Linked DNA regions of Mus musculus: region 1 is linked to region 2. The links are chromatin contacts, called in public Micro-C maps. All regions are on one chromosome and are shown on one strand. Each heading gives the region's core, a stretch centred on a gene start, on an enhancer-like site or on the middle of the called end of the contact. The rest is flanking DNA. Distances are from core to core; before and after follow the strand shown. Region 1 holds the start of 1700086L19Rik (RIKEN cDNA 1700086L19 gene). Region 2 overlaps Prkch (protein kinase C, eta).

The links. A called contact is a pair of places that touch in the nucleus more often than the background predicts.
Region 1: a Micro-C map of muscle stem cells shows a contact between it and region 2, with 5 times the contacts expected there. The contact joins the promoter of 1700086L19Rik here to the enhancer-like site in region 2. A contact is called at or near these places in 5 of 39 promoter capture datasets (embryonic stem cells, frontonasal cranial neural crest, maxillary cranial neural crest and 2 more), 17 of 484 Hi-C or Micro-C datasets (the AML12 cell line, cerebral cortex, cortical neurons and 8 more) and 4 of 115 datasets of contacts at active chromatin or transcription factors (embryonic forebrain, embryonic hindbrain, embryonic midbrain and 1 more).

What each region holds. Positions count from the first base shown.
Region 1 is chr12:74,281,643-74,287,558 of GRCm38.p6, forward strand. 1700086L19Rik (RIKEN cDNA 1700086L19 gene) reads left to right here and starts at 2,634. Exons shown (of 4, transcript NR_030735.1): 1 at 2,634-2,814; 2 at 3,873-3,996.
Region 2 is chr12:73,722,525-73,727,776 of GRCm38.p6, forward strand. The region is part of intron 10 of Prkch (protein kinase C, eta); the gene reads left to right. Among named protein-coding and RNA genes, the nearest start is that of Gm34189, 57 kb to the right of the region's middle. Within about 2 kb of position 3,982, at least 37 of the 459 cell types and tissues checked have an H3K27ac peak or open chromatin away from gene starts, as enhancers often do. A contact at or near this core is called in muscle stem cells, where this site is marked.

The DNA.
Region 1 (5,916 bases), core at 1,384-3,883, 560 kb after region 2:
GACATGCCATGTGATTATGGGTGGGGGTTTTCGTCTGTCTTCAGTTCTAGGGATTGAATCTACAGGCTCATCCATGCTAAGCAGATGTGCTATTCCTGAGGCATAACCCATTACTAGGGATGGGCAGTATACCCCAATATATATATATATATTGGGGTATACTGCCTATATATATATATATATATATATATATATATATATATATATATAATTGCCTTGGGAGTATATGCCATCATGCTCAACTTTTAAAGATGGTTTCTGGAGATTGAACTCAGGTCTTATGTTTTCCTGGTAAGCCCTTCACCTCCCTTGCTATTGTCCATTTTTAAGTAAGAGAGGACAGTTCAACTCAGAGGACTCACACTCAGTTCAGATGACTGGCTTAAGGGTGTTAGTAAAATATCAGAGTGACTCTGGGTTGAATACTTCCTGGGTGGCTAATGGAGACCAGACAGTGGTCTTCAAAGAGGAAACAAAGTTGGTGCCTAAGAACAGTGCTTCACTAAGTTTTCCCACCCCCTAGCTGAAAAATGAAGGCAGCTCCTGGCTTCCCTCATAGACTGGGTAGAGCCCTGACAGCTACCAGCTGAGGAAACCAGAGATCTGGAGGTATCCCCACTGACCACAGGCTCTGTGCTCTCTGGCATGTACCTGGAGCTGTATGCTACGTGCCGGGCACTCCCTATTATCCTGAGGGAACTCATTTAGAGTATGGCAGCAGTACTCTAGGGTGGATTGGGGAGTGTGAGTTGGGCTGTAATTGCGAAAGCTGCAATGAGAATGTATTTAAACAGCATCTTGCAGGCTGAATGGGAGGAAGCCAGGTGAGAGGGAGGCAGGCACGTTAAACAAGAAATATCATTCACATAACTCAGGAGACCTTGGCACCTTCTCCAAACATGGTAGAGGAGAGTCCAGTGCGACTGGAACTGAAGGTCAAAGGTATAGCGAGTCCCAGGGAAGGGCTAGAGAAGGAAAGAGATGGCAGCCCCATTTTAGTCTCTTGCTGCCCATAGTGAAGTAGCAATGTGACATACTGCTGGTTGTCTGGAGGATCACAACTGTTCTCAAAGTTCCCCCTTAGACGCATAACAGTAACTTTGTGATTATTACCTCCTTAGCCTACCTTGGCTATTTATTACTTCCTTATACATCTCCAGATTACCTCATGATCGTCTCAAACCTCAGGGCAAATACGCTTCCAGAGATTAAAGTTTGACAAAGGCATGAAGTAGGTACTGGAGACCTCTGAACTGTGGGATCATACTGTACCCCGCTAGCCTTGAAGATGGCTGCCCCCACCCCCACCCCTTAGTACTTAACCCAGTGCTATGCAGCAGCAGCCTGGCTTGGATCTAAACACAGTATTTCTTTCTAAGTGAGTCCCAGGGGTGCTGATTTCCATCCTGGCCCTGGCCCTGGCCCAACTCTCTAGGGAGCCAGGGAAATTCTGTACTCCTTTCTTAGGAGAAATTTATCATCAAGGGAGCATGCTAAGCAGAATTTCTTTACTAGGTATTTTGGTTTCCTTTCTTGAATTTGCTCATTGGCTTCTCAGATGTTCCCACTTTGAGGTTCTTGCAGTCTTCTTTTTTTTCTTTCCCCTCAATAAAATAAAACCATTTCACAACAGCCACGGTGAGGATGAGAAGCAATGGTCAAGAATACAAACAAAAACTGAATCAAAATAAGCTCTATCAAGAAATTGGAGAAGCTGCAAACCTTTGTGGAAACTACATTAAAGCAACAATGACTGAAACATATGTAGTTTCCCCAGTATCCTTTGTGGAAAGTACCCTTTTGAGGTGCATTTAAAAAGATAGATTTTATTTGCCTTTTGAGAACTTAATACAGGTATGCAATGTGTTTCGACCATATTCATTTCCCACTCCCGGGACCACTATCCCTGGAAACCCCTACATCTTTCTTCCAACTTCATGTCATTTGTGTGATTATTTTTTATAGAACATTTCATATTAATTGAAGGGTTTATTCTTCTCTCATTTAGATGAAGTCTAATGGTATAGAGGCAGAACACTAGACCATGGGAACACCCCATGGAAACACTCCCCCTCGTCTACCCGGTGCCATCCTCCCGTTTTTAGGAGGTAGCCATATAGGGTGCCCAAAGGAATTAGACTCAGGATTGAGTTTCATGGATTAATATTTCCCTCTTTCAAGTCTGTCAATTGCTCAAACCTGCTTGTAGTAACAGGAACACAGTGGGACACAGTCCCGGAGCCAAAGGATCCCTCACACCTTTAAATGCAGTTCCACCTCTGTCCCCATTCAACTTCCATGGGGACACCAATCCAGCCTCCAGTGAGTGACCGTTTTCTGGGACGCGAGACTCCTCTTAACGCTCAGGCCCGCGACGCTCCCGCTCCCGTGTCGCCAGCTCTCCTGGACCAAGTCAGTGTGACCCGTGGCTGGACCCCTCGTTCTCAGCCTTCCTTCCCGGTAGAGCTCCCAGTCTGGCTCTCAGTAGCCCCCTCTGGCGCCCGAGACCTTCAGGAAAGTTGCTTCGGGCGGTGGAGGGGCGTCATCGCCTCCTAGCAACGCTCCTAGCAACCGGATAACATCTGCTCCCTTTGGTCCAATGCGCGCCTAGAAAAGCCGCGCGCCCGCCTCGCGTTCTGAGCCGGAGCGAGAGGCGCTTCAGAGAAGGAGGGACCGACCTGCAGGAGCCGGCCGCCCCGCCGAGCTGCAGTCGCTGCCGCCGCCGCTGTCGCTGTCGCTGTCAGAACCCGTCCGAAGAGTGACACCTTCGCGAAAAAACAGGAGCTGTGAAACATTTGCACACGCAGTCTTCGGGTAAGTGGACCCCTCTCAAGGTTTGCCAGGACCCCTCCAGCCAGGCATCTGACCCGAGGCCCAGAGAAGACGCGTTCCCTACGGCTGGAGGTTAGGGACTTGGCCTCGGATCCCACCCTGCCCCCAGCCACTGAAAAGTGACTAGCCACTGGTCCCGAATAACTTGATTTGATTTTTTAAATGCCAGGATTGGATATTGAGACTCCCCCTCTGTTCGCTACTGTCTGTTAGTGCTTAGAAGTTTTCCACCTTCCTTGATTTTGCTTTGCCTGGCTGCCCGAGGCTGGAGAGCTGGAGGCAGCTCCCAAAGGCAGCCCGTGGTTATGGATAAAACGACACGAAGTAGGCTCCACGAAATTCAGTCAACACGGGCTTCTGTTTTAGGTCCTCATCTGGAAAGGGTCCAGCTGGCCAGGAGCAGTGGTTCACTGGTCCTCAGCCTCCTGAGCAGTAACCATAGTAACTCACCTCTCTAGATGGGATCGTCCTTATTGGATGCCCGTCTTCCCTTGGAAAGCCCGTCTCTCTAAATATAGAAGATGATGAGATCCGTGAGCACACAGCCATGCAGACTAGGTGTGGTTAAACGGAACCCTTTGCTGAGAACTATCTTCAAACGTGGAGCAGCTACTTCAGACCTTGCCAGAAAGAGTCAGTATGTCAGAGAAAGAACAAGTTATGGTGTTTTGAGTTAATTGCTTTGTTATTTTGGAGGGTGATGCAGCCTAAAATTATACAAGAGCTGGCTGTGATTTTTTTTTTAATCACATTTCCCCAAAATAACCGCTCGAGTAAATCACTGACAAGATGAACTATTGTGCACTTTTCAGATCTCTTAGGGGGAGTTGACGTCGCTCCTACTTAAACTTAAGTGATCCTGAGTTTGAAGGTTTATCTTTCTTTCTAAACCATGTCCCAGATCGGCCCCACCTCAAACGTCTCAGTGCCGCCCCCCATCCCCACCCCACCCGCCTTCTCCTGCCCTGATAACTTATTCATGTCCCTGCATCCCTGATTCTTTAGAGGTGTCTTATGCCAGTATGTCTCCTTGTTTCAAGATCCCAGGTCCCCATTCATGAGCCCGAGGCTGTGAGACATGCTCCATGTGCCAAGGGGAGTTCTCACCACATCTTCCGAGGCTGTCCTAGACATACACTCTTCGGTCTGAGTCAGCATTACCAGGTAATCACCCTCCGAAGAGAAATTACTGTTTAAATATGTATCCAGAGAAATAAACGCTAATGTAGCAGCCCGGCAACTTACAGGATCAATAGAAGGGGCTGTTTGTATGGGCGGTTGCTGGGGAGAAGTCAATAAAGGTTTTCTGTAAAAAGGACATTTGTAGGCTGGCAGACTTTCCTCTCTTAGACCCCTGTGAATTGGGTGGGTCAAGTGAGGGAGCCTGGCTCCCGGAAGATGGCAAGTGGAAGCTTTCTGAGCACACTGGCAGTGTGGGTCTGGGGTGAAAGAAACCAAGAGAGAATCCTTCAAGTTGCCATAGGAGGTTGTGGGGACTCATGGAATGCTAATTTACACGGAGACTTGTGGTAGAGACCATGGAGAACTAACTACTTTCTTCCCAATTGTAAGACTGAATTTGGTGCATAAACAAATGTCCAGCTCCCTAGCACCTTGGAACTTAGTGTACTGAGGCATCTCTGGGCAGTACCCTGCCAGAGGCGACTAGCCCATCGAATGATAATGACAAATTCCAAAAGATGTACCTTCCAGTTGGAGAGGATCCATTCAGATTCCTATTCAAACACTTGCTCTGATTTCATATGGCTTTATGAATGTCATGAGACCTTGAAATCGTCCATTTAATATTAGAGGCTAAGATAATGATATATACAACACCAAATACTCTTCATTAGCTCTTAGTACCAGCCACCCTCCTCTCTTCTTCCAATAATTACCCTGTTTTATTGTGAGGAACAAATTTGTGGAGACAGATGAGACTTACCGCGGTCTTCCAGGGGTGTGTGTAAGTGTTTTGTGCATGGCTCATTCTCAGCCATGATGATTGGTTCCTGTATATATGTATTAGTTTTATAATTTATACATATATATATATCCCATTTCTTATGTAATATACATAGAAGTTTAAATCCCCTATGTCCTTAAATGCTTGAGAATGTCACTTGCTAGTCCATTGAGACAACTGTCACAATCAAAAAGTCAAAGGGCTTCTCAAAATTTAGTCTTGACTTTCATCATGAAAGTCGAATATGTAGAATATATACAGTGCAGATTTTGGTGAACATGCCTGTTTTAAAATTATCATAGTATTTAGTCCTTAATTTTTTTTAAAAAAAGTAAATGCTATGAAGATAGTAAATACTTAATCCTAATGATGTTGGTGGGTTCACAGCTACAGTGAATCTGCAGTGGCCCTCATCACTGTAGCTGCCTTCCATGCTTGCACACTCTGGGTTATAAAGAGTATGTGTGTCTGGGATATGATGCCTAGATCAAGCTCAGGGCAAACAAGGGCTTAGGGATGAAACCAGGATCTGGTGACAGCCTTGCATCTCCAGCTGCTCACTCTGCTGAAGTTTTTAGGAGCACATTAACATTCATGTTCGGACTCATGTCATGAAACTTCTGTAAGGCCTCAAAGATGCCTTGAGACACAACAGAGTCCTTGAAATCTACATCAAGGCTTCTATTCCCTGGTTCCCTGCTCGTGACTTGGTTTCAACGGGATAAACATTGGAGTCCAAAGTGTCCCTGAAAGCCAGCGCAGAGCCAGCTTAGACTGCCTGCCTGGGCAGCGCATGCTTCTGAAACTGACATGAAAACACACACATGAAGTGAAATATAAAATATACAAAAATACAAGTATAAAAATGTAAACGTAAAAATGAAAAATAGCCTTTTCAGAAACAGAGTCAGGCATGAACTGACCAAACTCAGAACTGAGGCTAAGGGCAAGAAACCTGCCTTCATGTTGGGCCTGGGGTCCTGCAGAAGCCAGTCTTGTTAAGTTTTTTATTTACATTTAATTTTGAAAAATGAGTTGTCTATTTAAATACTTCTAGTACTTTATTTCCCCCTACTGCTCTAACACAATTACTTTAATTTTTTTTCCCAGTCAAAACT
Region 2 (5,252 bases), core at 2,732-5,231:
TCCTGGTGTGCTCGTGTTGACATTTTCTGTTCACCTGTAGCTAGAGTCTTCCCACTCTGTAAATTACGTTAATACCCTAGTTGCCACATGTGATGGCTAGTTTTTATGATCAGCCTGACACAATCACAAGAGCCACCTTAGAAGGGACTGTCAATGAAACATTGTGTAGATCAGGTTTGCGTTGGGCATGTCTGTGGGGGAATTGTCTCAGTCACATTAATTGATGTGGGAAGGCCTGGCTTGAATGTGTGTGGCACTATTCTCTGAAGTTGGGTCCCAGATGATACAAAAGAGGAGAAGGTGAGCTGAGCACAGTTTAGCCTGTATGCATCCATTTCCCTTGCTCTTGACTGTGCGTGTGAGGGATTAGATGTTTCAAGTTCCTGCTACCTCTTCTCCCCTGCTCTGGTGAGCCTGTGGTGCTTTGAAGGAGAATAGCCCCTGTGAGCTCAGGTATTTGAATGGTTCCTGGTTGGTTGATGGAATTGCTTAGGTGTGGCCTTTGGAGAATGTGTGTCTGTGTGGATAGGCTTTGACCATTTAGAAACACACTCCTGGCCACTCTCTCTCTCTCTCTCTCTGTCACTTTGTCTCTCTGTCTCTGTCTCTCTGTCTCTCTCTCCTTCCTGTCTGGATCAGGATGTAAACTCTCAGCTACTGCTCTAGCAACATGCCTACCGGGCTCCCTGCTGTGAATTCACCCTCTGAAACTGTAAGAAAGTCCCCAGTTGAATGCTTTCTACCGAGTCTCTTCACAGCAACAGAACAGTAAGAGAGGAACTGAAACCCAGCGTTGTGTGCTAAAATAATCCTTTCTCCACTAAAAAGGATTTAAGGGAGAAATGTGTTTGTTCATTTTATCACAGCAACAGAGGTGAACCCAGCAATGCACTCGTTCTTCTCTGGTAATACAGTTCTTGCTGAATTACCCTACACTGTAAAACATAAATCTGTTTTATGGTACAATCCTAAATACTAAAACAAAGAATTTTCTGTCAGAAATTTACTATCTGTGAGTTGCCCGTCTCTACCCTGAGTGCCCCAAAGAGAGACTCTTACCACATTAACTTTTAAAGAACAATGACCTCACTACTTGGAATGACTTCCATTGTAAATCAAGCTAATTATTATCAGCCCCACAATAACTGAATTGTATACACGTTCCAAGATCAACACTTTACCTACATTTGCCCCCCGAAATCTCCTTAACATCATGGTTATCGCCATTGATTAGATAAATAATTCTTAGGGAGATGTACTAACCAGGCTGCTAATGGCTAGAGAACTGAGAGCTCAAACCCTGTCTAACGAATGGTTCTGCTGCCTTCTCTGTTCAGGAGAAACTTGAAAACTGGAGAGCCGGTATCTTATTCTCCTTATGGTGTTGAGGTAACTCTTAATCGTGAAAATGAAGGCAGAGGGGGATGAGGAGTGAGGCTTAAAGGTTCACGTGGCCTGACTCCTTCGGGCCTCTCTCTCCTCAGAACCCTGCACTGATGCAAGGGCAAGCTTGCTCCTCTAGGTTGAACGCCATACTTCCGTCTGCTCTGTGAATGTTGTTCTAGAGAACATTGTCATTGCAGTCGACGGTGTTTCCGGTGAGGCGGCATCGATCCACTTCCTGAAGCTTCCTTTCAGTTTCTTCTATCTGTGGCTCAATTCTAATTTTCAATTCAATTCTGATTTTCACCTATTTCACTTACTCTTGAACTCAGGCCCCCATGTTCATAGTCTAACTGATATATATCTGACTTTGAAGGGAGAACTCTTAATCAGGATAGATTAAAGTGCTATTTTTGTTCTGCGGATTTGTTTAATGGGACACTTTTAATTCCATCAGGCTCCTGACTGGGACCAGAGTCTTAAGGGTGAGGCTCTGAAAGCCAAGTGCTTGGAATTCATCCAGAGTCAAGGGCATATACTGAGTCACAGAGAGTGTGAATTAGATGCATGCAGGAATCTAATAATCAACTGAGGAACTTGAGACAGCTCTGTTTATCATGTGTGTCCCAAGATGGCCTTTATAAGAACTGAAATGCTCTCTCTTGAAGATTCCTCTGAGCTGTCTAAATAAAATTGTTGGTTGGATAGTTGGTTGGTTTGGGAGGCTTTACCTCCTGGGTGTGTGTGGCTTCTTGTTCAGCAAGTCATAAAGATGATACCATTGGCAAGTCCTCACCAAGTAGGATCTCAGAGAAAAGGGGAAGAACTCTCTCCAACATGAATTTCTCTCTTTCCATTGACTAAATCCATGGGGTAGATCAGAAGACAGGCTGGCTATGTGTTTTATAGCTTTTGTGCAGAGGGAACAAAGCCTATGTCCTGGGAGACTCAGCTGCAGAAGGCTCTGCTCTTGTGCTTTTGGTGTAGAGACTGTTGCTGGCCAGAGCCCTTACATCAAAACCAAGGTGAGCTAGAGAGCAGGCAGTCATGGAATCAGCAGGCAGTCATGGAATCAGCAGGCAGTCATGGAGTCAGCAGACAGTCATGGAGTCAGCTTTGACAGAGGAGAAAAACATTCTGGTTACCAGGGACCCAGATGGTGCATTAATACTTTCTATGTAACATGGATGTTCTTCCAAAATCAAACAGAAAAGCCAGAAAAATAAAAAGGCATACAGGGCACATATAGCAAGCAGCACAGGAACCTTTTTCTATCATGCTCCATAAACTGTATTAAAGGAGAATTCAGCCATCTCTTAACATTTCAACTGCAAACCACTCAGCCCTATGTTACACACTTGCTTTGATGTCTCTAACCAAGTATGGAATGTATTTGTGATTTATTGGGTAAAGAGGAATTACAGCAATTTAGATCCTGATGCCTGCTGACCAAGTTTCACTCAAACACCGAGTATATCTCAACACCCATTCTACCATGTGAGAGCCTGATTGTATCAAGTCTTTTGCAGCCCTTGGCAGACTGCAATCAGTGTTCACTCCTAAAGGGCTGTTACTTCACTGCCCCATTTTCCAGATGTGAACCAGCCTACAGAGGCCAACAGTCAGACCTGGCATGCTGACTTCTCTTACACTCACAGAGTATGGTATTAAATTTTGACCTTTCCTGAAAATCACCTTTGATATCTCTTCAGAAAAACTTGCTTCTGCCTTGTTTGTCTTTTTTTTTTTTTTTTTTAGCTCATAAGACTGTGGACATCTGTCCCAGGACAAGCACTCTAACAGAGCTTGCTATTCCCAACTCGTTCTTAAACTTACAGTTCAGTGAGGTTAACTCTATCCCTATAGGGACGGTTCTGTTAAACTAGACCCTGAATACAGCAGCTGACTCTCTGTGAAGATAAACTTCTCACACATTGCTTACCTCTTTTCTCAAGAGCAGGATCAGGGGTATTGGGGCCTGGTTGGTTCAGATACTTATGTGGTCTGAACTTAGTTGGGTGTGGCTTTGCTTAGCAAACCCTTGGTGAGATCACTCTGAGGAACGTTGCTTCCTTGGCTAGAGATTCACTAGGAATTTGCTTGCAAATCAGTTCTGTGTTGGATCTATGGCAGATGTTTCATGCCTGAGTCATTCTGCTCTGCAGTTCTCCCCTTCTGGAAAACTGGGTCAATGTCTCTGGTTCCCATCTCCCCGGCCTCCCTTTCTCCTCGCCATCTTTTATGAGCCAACTTGCGAACTCCCCAGATAATCTCTCATTTGAGCCCGGAGTTTTGTAGTCTTACCTCACCTGTTTTAGGCTGCATTTCCATATTTGCATTTTTCCTCTGTGTTCAATCAGAAGAATCTCTTTGAAGAAAGGTGAGAGTCAAACTCAGTAGCCCTGTTAATTAACACTTTCTCTTCCAATGGCATCATTCTTTCCACTGAGAAGCAGTTTCGTTCCTTCTTCACTTGCTACACAGCAAGGATGGCCACCTGTTGCCATCTGTCATTCAGAAAGGACCAGACACAGAGGTGCTCAGAGTGTGAGTAACTTCCATGGGAAATTTTGGCTCTGAGCTCTCCCCAGAACTTTTTAGTCATAAGCCTGACTCCCTTCTTGCCCGACTTTGCTCATTCAGAGACTACTCCTCCATTGTCACCAGACAGTGACCAACGTTCCGTATTCTTTTTCCAAAAATGTATGGAGAACTCACGGTTTCCAGCTAAGTGGACTTACCTGACATACTGCCTCTACTCAGTCTCCCCTTTCCCACAAGAAAACACTTGGCCTTTTCACTTCCCCTGAGCAACCCTTAGAGACCACTTTGTGTTCAGTAACCATCGTCTCATAGCCAAGGACAGACGTAAGGTTGAACAAAACCAATAATATTCCCTGGTGGAGGACACAGTACAGTGATGGAGGCAGTTGTCAATCAAGTCTGTCCAATGCCGGGATGCAGGGAAATGCAGTGTCCTGGTTGAGAATTTCCCCAGGGCGAAGGGTCTGGCTAGGGAGAGATGGAAGATCTTCTTAGGAAGTAACTCTTAGGCTCACGTCACTAGTGAGGAAGAAGAAAAGTATCTTTTAGGCTGAAAGAACAGCAACTGTAGATGCCCAGTATCAGGAAGAGTGGTGAGTTCTAAGGCTTTTAAGGGATGTGTAGTTGGAACCAGTGAGGCATATTTTCTCACAGTTAGCACTCCATTATCCCAGAGTCATCTGATGACTTTAAAATTTTATTAGACGTACCTCATAAATAGTTTATTTAAGAGTTAGGTAAGCTGGTCATGTTGCCAATCCCTGGAGGAACCAACCAGTCACTGTGTGTTTCTTGCATCCAGGACACCCAACAATAGGATTTTTACACCCCAAAGATTACCTAAGGCCAGCTTTGTTTTTACAGGTGAGGAAACTCAGGTCTCAAACATGCAACCAGCAAATTGCTTCACACAGCAGAGGCTCTGTCAGGATGGGTTGTCTGCAGTTTGTAGTCCCATGTCCAGAAACTGAAAATAGGATTAATTTTTAACTTCCTGCTCATTGATGAGTTAATCAGGTGTTCTGAGGCATCCATTGGGGCTCCATTTCATCAAGGGAAAATCTAGTCACAGCAAGAGCAGGTCAGGAACACAGTGTGCCACGCACCGTGTGAGAAGGGTTAGCTCTGCAATGAGTGTGGTAGGGTCCTCTCCTTGGTGGCTTTGTCTGTAGGATGAGATAGACAATCCACAGACCACTAATAGCAGGTAGAGCCCAAAACTGGAGCATGCCCAGTATGTCAGTTCCATTTCATATTACACTCTCAAAATACCTCACAAAAAGAACTCAGAGAGGGGAAGAATTTGTCTAGTTCATGGTTAGCTT